2 separate regions of the Lactuca sativa genome follow, and region 2 is linked to region 1. A link is a contact called in public Hi-C data. All regions are on one chromosome and are shown on one strand. Each heading gives the region's core, a stretch centred on a gene start, on an enhancer-like site or on the middle of the called end of the contact. The rest is flanking DNA. Distances are from core to core; before and after follow the strand shown. Region 1 holds the start of LOC111907941 (nuclear poly(A) polymerase 4). Region 2 holds the start of LOC111907939 (protein OXIDATIVE STRESS 3).

The links. A called contact is a pair of places that touch in the nucleus more often than the background predicts.
Region 2: a Hi-C map of seed shows a contact between it and region 1, with 8 times the contacts expected there. The contact joins the promoter of LOC111907939 here to the promoter of LOC111907941 in region 1. A contact is called at or near these places in 2 of 4 Hi-C or Micro-C datasets (leaf and seed).

The regions. Positions count from the first base shown.
Region 1 is chr4:177,284,778-177,290,117 of Lsat_Salinas_v11, forward strand. It overlaps LOC111907941 (nuclear poly(A) polymerase 4), which reads right to left and starts at 2,232. Exons shown (of 13, transcript XM_023903756.3): 1 at 2,100-2,232; 2 at 1,683-1,800; 3 at 1,528-1,605; 4 at 922-1,029; 5 at 769-831; 6 at 520-678; 7 at 314-427. The coding sequence starts at 1,793.
Region 2 is chr4:177,894,808-177,900,147 of Lsat_Salinas_v11, forward strand. LOC111907939 (protein OXIDATIVE STRESS 3) reads right to left here and starts at 2,961. Exons shown (of 2, transcript XM_023903751.3): 1 at 2,544-2,961; 2 at 2,101-2,446. The coding sequence starts at 2,827. The coding sequence ends at 2,218. It overlaps LOC111907938, which reads left to right and starts at 127. Exons shown (of 2, transcript XM_023903749.3): 1 at 127-285; 2 at 406-2,121. The coding sequence starts at 222. The coding sequence ends at 2,003.

The DNA of each region.
Region 1 (5,340 bases), core at 982-3,481:
TTTTTAGACTAGGTAAACCATCTGAATGAGACCATTTTACCCTCGAATTCTGTTTCTTGTCTAGACTAGGTACACCATCTTACCGAGACTAAATGACCATTTTACCTTCCAAAAAACACTATCCATAATATTAACCAATTTCACAGATAGAGTGTTGGAGTAGTTGAGGGGAAAAAAGGGCAAATAGGTAAATATTTGGTGTCTTAATTACATAAATCCAGGTTTTTTGGCTTAACACATTAAGTCATTATGTCCAAATTAAGTAAAAACAAATTAAGTGCTTAACTCATTAAGCCCTCATAATAATAATCACCTCAACATTTGGAACATGTTTAAGAATCTGATCAGCAACCCTGCAACCATTAAGACTCCTCACAGTAGGCTCATCAACATCATACAAGACAGAATCATCAGATATGTCTAGATCCTGTTTTAAAAAAAAAAAAAAAAAAAACAATCTAAGCACAATAGGAAGGAGTTTAACTCTTTTAAGGGGATTTTACACAAACAAAAGCTTACATCTGGAACAACTAAAACAGAAATGCTGGCATAAAGAAGATCAATACAAATTCCATCAAATTTAAATTTCATGACTGGAACATGAGCATCTGGAACTGGTTGAAGTTCTGTAACTTCCTCCATTCCTGACAACATATCATGCAATACAAAAAAGAAGTCCTGAAAAATTTTAAAAAGAAAAGAGTATAATTAATGATTAATGAGCTCTTATAGCCTATTAATATCTTGATGAAATTTTAAATAACTTACATCTCGATTCACATAAGAAGGCCCTACACATAAAGTGTCAATGTCTGCTCCAGGACCATGAACCTATCATTAAATTTTGATGGAATAAAAAAAGTTATTTATTAATGCAATAATGTGTTGATACTATTATCTAGTTATTAAAAATTCACTTACTCCAAGTCGATATGAACCAAAAGTAAAGATGACAGCATTTGCATCTTCAACCATTTGGTCTGTATAGCCACGTAAGCGAGTAAGTTGCTTCACCCAATCAACTACAATCTGTAAAAGGAATGTTTTTCAAAAGAAAATCATGAAAAAGATTTATATTAGACTATAGAAAGAATGTCCTAGGTATATTCCTTTTTTATAACTTCTATATAGTTTAAAAAACTATCATGACTTGTTTAGTTATATATGAGGATATATTAACCTATAAGTCAAGTTTTATCTATAGAAGCATGATACATACAATACATAGGGTCTGATGGTGCAAGAGTTTTTTTTTTGTGTTTCTATATAAGGTCTTTCCACTTTCATGTAGGCAACTAGTGAGATAATAGCTAACAAAACAAAATAATTATTTGAACAAAGATATTCCATATCTCCTCATGATCTTGCACTCTTGTCAAATATACACCCAGTGGGGCTCTTTCAAAAGGAATGATTACATATAATTGGTATGATAATGGATAAACGTGAATACATGTCGAAGATTATAGAGATAATCAAAACATAAGAGAAAATTATCCCAAGTTCAATAATTGAGACTAAACGCACCTGCTTAATTCGACCAAGAACTTCCACCCTCTTAGCGGCTTCTTCTTTGCTTTCGTATAGTCCAGCATCTACCAAGAACTACAAGAACGAAACGACAGTTAAAACGGTTGAAGAAGATGAGCATAGAGATATTCAAATTGGTTACCATAGCCGACCTTGTTCAATTTCTTGGTTCTTAGTAAATCAGCGTCAGATGGTCCCGCTAGAGACAAGGGTTTCGTAACCCCGTGCTGCCTTGGTGAAGGTAAAGCCTCCGAACCCACCATTATTCCGCTGAATTATGAGAAGAAAAAGTTGTAATCGAATGAAAGAAAACAGAAAATTCGACCAAATCCCTAAAGAAACACACCAAATCGAAAAGAGTAATTTGGTTTCTCGACCCAAACCCTGAAACCCACATACAAAATCGGAAACTTAATCTGTTAGATTCGAAAATTGAGAGAAGTAGGAAGGCAGAGCAAGCAAGATTGAAATTAGTGTAGAGGAATCTGTTGAAACCCTAGAATATTTGGGTTAATGGTATAGAAGGAAGGTGGATCTGAAGAAAACACTTAGCAAAGAAGAATCGAAACCTATGATTGATTTATACGCGTATATTGATATTGATTTGGAAATTTTAGGGGAGGCGCCGGCTGTGATCGTGTCAGTTTCGGTTTGGGACTTTGAAGAAGTGGGAAACTATTATTGATTCTTTTCCACGTTTGGAAACAAAATCGAGAGATATTTCTTCCCACAGTTTCACATTGTGTAATTTGTTAAAATAGTCCTTCAACTACTCTCTAGTTTGCACTTTTTTCTTTTCTTAAAAAAATCTTCTACCTATTCTTCAAGATAATCAAGAATAGTTCTCCATGACGTTGATGTCAAAATTTGAACAAATAGTTATATTTAAGGACAATTTTGGTAAGATCTAAATTTTTAAGATGAATTTTTAAGACTGAATTTTTAAGATTTGAATTTTTTATTTGTTGTTTGATTGGAACATTTTAATATATATGTTGAATTATGGGTGAGCATTGGATCGAACCCTACCTGGATCTGGACCTTTTTTTGGACCCCAGGCCAGTTCTCGGTTCTAGGATTTGATCAAAATCAGTTTGGTATGGCTAGTTCCGGGTAAAAACCGGTTTTGGACCTGATTTAAAAATTAAAAAAGAAAAAAAATCAAATCTATTTTTTATGAAAATTTTTAAACAAGCATATCACATTCGTTTTAAGCCGGATTGACATGCGGTCTTTTCCAACATGTAATTTAGAGTTTGTAAATGATTTTAGACTATAATTTTATTGTTTTTTGTATTACATTCAATGAATTACAATCATTCAAAGTTGAGATATTAAAGTTGAAATATTTCAGCTTTTCAACAAGAAATTTAAATTTTTGTATTTTGTGAAATTCTAACATATCTTATTCGTAAGTCGGATTGACATGCGGTTTTTTCCAATGTGTAATTTAGAGTTTTTAGATGATTTTATTTTATAATTTTGTTGTTTTTGGTGTTATATTCAATAAATTACAATCCTTCAAAGTTGGGGTATCAAACTTAAAATATTTCAACTTTTCTGCAAAAATTTAAACTTTTATATTATGTGAAATTATTTAAACATGCATATCTCATTCGTTTTAAGTCGGATTGACATGTAGTTTTTTCCAACATGTAATTTAGAGTTTGTAGATGATTTTATACTATAATTTTGTGGTTTTTGGTGTTATATTCGATAAATTGCAATCTTTCAAAGTTGGGATATCAAAGATAAAATATTTCAGCTTTTCAGTAAGAAATTTATACTTTTGTATTCTATGAAATTCTTTAAACAAGCATATATCATTCGTTTTAAATCGGATAGACGGTTTTTTCAAAGTTAGAGGTTTTTTTTTTTTTTTAAAACGGTTGTTTTTGGTGTTATATTCAATGAAATTCTTTGTGAAGGTGGGTTGCACCTAATCCCACATCAGTTTGGAAGGAGAACGAAACATTTCCTTATAAAGGGGTGCGGATACCTTCCTTGTCACAACGCGTTTTAAAGCCGTGAGGACAGCAGATCTCATAAGAACTCTGCAATTAAGCGTGCCCAGGTGAGAATAATCTAGGATGGGTGACCCCTGGGAAGTTTTCGTACCGGGAGCCCAAAGCGGACAATATTGTGATACGTGTCAAAAGGGGATGTTATAAATGGTATCAGATATGGGGCACGAGTCGATGTGTTCGACGGGGACATTGAACCTTATAATGTGCGGGTGAAGGTGGGTTGCACCTGATCCCACATCTACTTGGAAGGAGAACGAAACATTTCCTTATATGGGGTGTGGATACCTTCCTTATCACAAAGCGTTTTAAAGTCGTGAGGGCAGCAGATCCCATAAGAACTATGCAGTTAAGCGTGTCCGAGCGAGAGCAATCCAGGGATGGGTGACCCTCTGGGAAGTTTTCGTGCAGGGAGCCCAAAGCGGACAATATTGTGATACATGCTAGAGGGGGATGTTACACAGATGATAGGAAGACCGTGTCACTAGTGTTGCACCCATGATTAGGTCAATTTGGAATTCGACTTGTCTGACTGAAGGTACTCCAGGTGGATCCTCTAAAGATACATTCGGGTAGTCGTACACTTGCAGTATGTCTTTGATTTCCTTATCCTTGTCTTACATATCCACCACGTAGGCCAAGAAAGTTAAGCAACTCTTCTGCAAATACTTTCTTGCCTTTATGCAAGTGATGACTCTTAGGTTCCTCCCTGATTTATCTCCGTCAATGACGAGAGCCTCATTGTTGGGTAAAGGTAGTCGAACAACTTTTTTGTATCATTGAACCTTTATTCGATGAGGTGATGACCAATTTATTTTGATGATCACATCGATCTTCCAATGGTTATAGGCATTAGGTCGACGTGAAAGACGTGGTTATTCAAGGTGAGAAGGAAATTGGTGAGTATTTCGAAAGTGTTTTCAATTTGGTTGATTGTCATTTCCATTGTGTAAGCTTTATTAAGTTTGTAGAATTTATGTTTTATCGCGTTTCTAAAACTATGGTCAATAAAGCTTATATCGATATCAGTATTAAATCATACGGAAGCATAATATTGTTGATATGAAACGTATCAGTAACCACAGTTGGGTCATGGAGAGCATTTCTTACATCAATTACTATGGTCTTCCTTTGTCACCCTAATTCTTCATTTTAGGCAATTCTTCTTGAAGTGTCCCGATTGTTTCATTTGAAGCAGTTACGCATTTTTCCTGCAGTAGTGGTTGAGGTTGTAGTGGTTGGGGTCTTTCTGCAGAACTTAGAGGTGTGACATCTTAAGTTATAATTGTTGCAGACCATGAAATTTCCGACATGGTGGAAATTGCACTTGGTACAATGGGGTAAAGTCCCAGGACTTGGACAGAGTGGGAGTGTTAGTATTTGCATCGTAGACAATCATATGTTCTTATTTGGACTTAAGGAGTTTGAAGTTCCCTTTGGAATCCTCGTGGTACTTTCGTTTCGTACCCTCCGCCCGGTTCTGATCTAACTGTTAGGTTGTGGTACTCAGACAGAGATATTTTTCAGTCAAATGATAGGCCAATTATTTAGCACTATCAAAGGTAGTGGGTCTGAATGCAGCAACCAGACCTTAAACTATTTTTCAGTCAAATGATAGGCCAATTGTTTAGCACTATTTGGGGGAGTTAGCCCTCAAATGTACCTTTCAATCTTTTTGTATTCCGAGTTTACTATACCCAGGCAGAGGTTGGCAAGGTAGTTAAATCGAGAGGTATAAGCAGTCACCCCCGACTCTTTCATAGGAAGGTTCAACAATTCTTGTTAT
Region 2 (5,340 bases), core at 1,711-4,210, 610 kb after region 1:
AGGCTCCACTGATTCGAGATTGTGGTCAAGAATAGGCTACTTTCTAGTTTTTTCATTTACACCCCTCCAACGGTCAAAAAAGAATCTTATTTCAAAATCTATAATCTTTATAAACATCGCCTAACAAAAATAACGGTCATATTTTCATCCCCCTCTTCCCTTCTTACTCTGTCTCAATTCGATCGATCGGTTCTTGACAACAATCAAAGTTCTAGAAAATTATGGATAGTTTCACTTCATCAAACTCCATTAAACCTTCTTCAGTTACTGATCCTTCATTCAGTTGTAAGTTCTCTTTCTATATCTTCCTTATGATTTGTATAAATGTAATCGTATTGATTTTAACCTAAATTCTGTTAGTTTAATTTGAATTTGATTTATGATATCTGGAAAATTGAAATCTAGATGCAGGAGGAAACAACGAGAATGAATTGAACCCAGAAATGGCTTCAAGGTTAAAGAAACAATCGCCTACCAAGAATTTCATGAGTCACACCATTTGCACAACTAACAAAGCTACTGTTCTTAAAAAGAAAATCTTGGGTGAAAGGAACGAAACCCTAGATGTTAATGAACAACCAAGTCTCCAAAGATCCTCTAGTTTCGAGTCAAAATCTGTGAAATCCCCTGTTGTTGTTGATCATGTCCAGAAGCCTTATGACCCTGTTAACAATTACCTTTCACCGAGGCCTAAGTTCTTACGTTATAACCCTAATCGACGTAGGATGATATCTGTTCTTCATGGAAACGAAGAAAGTGTCAGAAGTAGTAATTCTTTTGAAGCTCCTGGAATGGAATTAGGGGCAGATTCGTATGGGTTTGTTGATTCTTGTTCTCAAAAAGAAGAACAAACCCTGGATTTGATAAACAACGAAGGTGAATGTGAAGAAGAAGATGAAGAAGGTGAAAGCCAAGAAGAAGAAGAAGAAGATGAAGAAGAAGAAGAAGAAGAAGAGATTGAGTTTGGGGACGATGAGAGATTCTGGAATTTGAAAGGCTTTTTGAAGTTTATCGCTGTTGTGATTGCTGTAATCTATACTACTCAAGCTATATGTTCAATGGATTCTCCAACCCCTTTTCATACAGTAGAAACTTGGAGTAATGTTTATGGAGTTTCAGGTTTAAACTTTTCTCAAGTTGGAAGTTGTTCATTAATGGAAACGGAATTAGTGGTAGGAAGATTGAAGGAAGTAGATATTGTTGGCGTTCATGACGATGAAGAGGAAACCTCTGATTCGTTGCAAGAATTAGGAGCTGATATTGATCTAGAAAATGATGAAGCAGATGTCATTCATGGTGAAATGTGGAAAGAAGATGAAGATCTTGATGAAAACGACGAAATTGCAGAAGAAATGGTGGCGATTTATGATGTAGAGGGTGAAAGAGAAGTTGATGATGATGATCAGACGTTGGTAGCAACAGATTCCGATGAAAACGAAGAAATTGCAGAACAAGAAATGGAGGAGATTAATGATTCAGAAATAGAAACTGAAACTATCCAATCGGAAAGTTTTGATCTAAATCTTGTAGGTGTAATCGGGTTTTTTATGTTAATTCTTACATCATCTTTCGGTGTCATGTATTCAAGACGGATGAAATCCTCACCTCCGGTAACACCAACTGTCGCCGGAGCAAATCACGAAGCTGAAAAGGAAGAAATTAGGGTTCTTGAACAAGAAGACCACGAAGAAGAAGAATCACCATTGATGAAATCTACACCTTTACAGAAAGATGTTTCTGAAGAACATAGTCACATTCATCCACCATCTGTCGAGTTGCTCGGCGAGTTTGTGTTCGGAGAAAGCAATTCTTTGATCCAATCCACCATTTTTTCCGGCGAAACAAAAGCCTCTCACATCGAGAACTCAACCGGAGATTCTGTTGTTTACAACGAGAAAACCATCAAGAAACAGAGGCGCAAAATAGAACCGACCACCGTGGTTACACCATCTCCGATGAGAAGATCAAGCAGATTACAAAATCGGTCCATCAAATCTCCATGAAAACATCAATCTCTGCTGTTTTTGTGTAATAACTTCGATGATCAATTCATCATTATCTCTTAGATTTGTGTAATAACTTTTTTTTTTTCTCTGAATCTAATGAATTTAACTTTTTTAATTTGCTCTTTTTAATTGAAGTAATTAAGAAGCAAAAAGCCTTATATTTACAGAAAAAAACATCGATTAGCCTAAAACAGACATGGAAAAGCCACAATCACTCATCGATTTTCTTCTTCATGCTGCTACTTCCAAACTTTTTCTTCAAATAACCTCTCGATTTTCTCTTTGAGATGATCGGTTTAGGAAGTGTGTGAGATCTGTAGCTCTTCTTCATCTTCTTCTTCATTTTGTGTTCTTTCTTAGGAAGATCTTCAACGCTCGTTACCCTCGCTAGAGATGAAAATGAGTCTGATTTTCCATGATAAAACTTCGATAGACCTCGTCTGCAGCAAATTCAACCATTTCAGTATACAGATGACAGATCGTAACCTAAATTCAATCAAATTTAGGGGGAAAATTACGCAAATTAACGGAACTTACTTGATAGGTAACTGAGACATTAGGTCTGATAGATCATACAAGGAAGATCTACTGGAATTCGCGGAAGAAGAAGACGCATCATCTGTTGTATCAGATGAAGAAGATGAAGAACAACACGTTATGGACGACGATGATCCATCTGAGATTGTTGAACAAGCTTCTTCATTTGAAGAACATGGATGTTTATGTTCATGTTTATACTTGTCTGCTTCTTCTTCCATTACATCCCATTTTTGTTTCAGATGATGATCTTTGTTATAGTTTTGATTTTTTCCTTCACCCATTTCGATTAGATTTTGATGATGAAGGAATGAAAATGGAAGTTGGTTTTTGTTTATGGAATTATGGGGTATGAAAAACAAAGAAACAGAGAAATTGAGTGTTTGTGAAACACAGATCAAAGATAGGGTTGGAACCATTCTTGGGGAGCATATAAATATGGATTTGATAAAGAGCAAAAAAAGCGTGGACACGTGGCAAGCAATCGTTGGCACATGGGAACAGCATTAGTGTCTTACCAAGTCTAGCTATACTTGCCTGAGCTTATCATTAAGATATGGATGAATCTAATTTAGCCAAATTATTATCTTTTATCTTTATCCGCTTTTTATTTTAATTTAGAAAACAAAAATAGCTAAAATTAATCAGTATTTTTTAAAAATGTTAATCTAAAATTTAAAAAACTCTCTATATAACCATCAATTTTGCAATGTCAATTATTAATATCTAAGTTTTAAAATGATATTGTTTCAAAAAAAAAAAAGTTTAATAGTACGAAATTTAAAACTAATAATGTAACCAATTTTATTTTGGTGAAAATCATAATTTTTTATTAATAAAACAGTTTTTTTTGAAGGTTTTTTAAATGGTAAAGATTTTAAAAAATTACTTTTTTAGAAAATGAAACTTTATATTGTTAGAACAAAATTTTGGATAAAGATAGAAAAAAAGATGTATTAAACCCTTTTCACATTGCTAAAGCCCTTTGCAATGTCCTTGTGAATAGATGGTTATTGGAAGAATTTTTTAAAATTATTGATAAATTTTGAAATATTTTTTAAAAGACAGATACATTTATTAGTCTCCTTAATCCTGAATGTATATTCTCATTTTTATTATTCCTTAGAATTGAGAATTATTACAATTTTTTGGAGATATTGCATTCGTAATGGCTTTTTTTAGAGCTAGAGGGTAATTAAGTTTTAGTTTTTGTATGTTCAGTTTGAAGTTTTAGATGTGTGATACATTACCAAAAATATTAAAGAAGGAAATAAATAAATGTACGAAATAGTTTGAGAATTGTTGAATATATTTATTTGGGTTGTTTGATGGTTTGACCAAACACACAGATCCACGTTCGTAAAGCGGATAAGCTCTGACGGATATTGGATAGGGATGATAACTATCATCCACGTCCCTACTCTATGTTTTTCTTCGTATGGTCCCAATTTAGTACTTTTCTTTTTTAATTAAAATTTGTAAAATATAATAGACAAAATTACTTAAATGGTCCATATGACTTTTTAGATTTGCCATTTTTGTCCATATAATTTTTATATTATATTCACAATTCATGTGGTTTTAATTTTTTATATGGTTGATTTGATTCATATAAAAAACTTTTCTATCATTTTTATTTTATCTTTTTTATATAATATTAAGATTTATAAACATTAAATTATAAACCCTTAAAAACCTAACCGACCACCACCGGTAACCTTAACCTATTGTACTCATACCCTCTTTCCCAAGACCATTTCAACCTTGCCTTATTGACTCCGATGAAATGAGATGATATGGACGAGGAACTCATAAACCATGAATTTTGTTGTGAAGAAACAGTGTCGGAGAGAGAGAGAGAGAGAGAGAGAGAGAGAGAGAGAGAGAGAGAGAGAGAAGTTGGAGATGCTAAACCAAATTATCACAAGAAGGAACCATAAAAGGAAGACCGGGCATGGGGAGAGACATCTCGTTTGGTAGTTATGGTTGTTGAAACTCCTTAACGGAGGAATCATCATTGGATAAAGTGAAATAGGATAACATCATCAAGTCAAACTGGTGGTGATTGGCAACATTTGGTTTCTTTTGCGTTTTTTAATAATGTTTCTTGTGAGAAAAGTAAGAGAGCTTTTAGAGTCGATAGAATGTCTTAATAGGGTTTCTTATACTTAATATGGTGAGATTTAGAGGGAAGGCTTGCTTAACTCTATCTGTTGACGACGATATATGGCGGGTATGAAAGGAATGGGAGGGAGATGGAGAAGGGTGTCGTCAAAGATGGAGAATTTTGATAATTTTCCAATTGGTAGGGTGATGAAGATGAACATAAGTAAACTAGGTTAGGGTAAATTGATTAGGGATGCACCTTGTAAGCCGAAAAACCAAAAGGACCAACCACACAAGAAATTGAAACCATATAGACCATCTATGTAACCAAAAAAAGTTACGGATGCAACTTGTAAATCTAAAAAACAACAAGAACATTTATGTAATTTTTTTAAAATGCTAATACTAAATTCTTATAATAGAAATATCGATATATTTAAATAAATATTGAAGTATAATTACTATAAAATATCTTTTTATTAAAATCATCCATGTTTAAGAATTTCTTAACGTCAATCACTATGACATTTTACAAGAGGTTAACGTCATGAGGTAACAATACATATACTTGTCAAAGTTAAATGATTTTAGTAAAATATTTTGATTCATGATGACAAAGTTTACTATTTCATTATAGATGTTAGATTTAAAAAAAAAAAAATTATTATAACAGATCATATTGGTCGACATA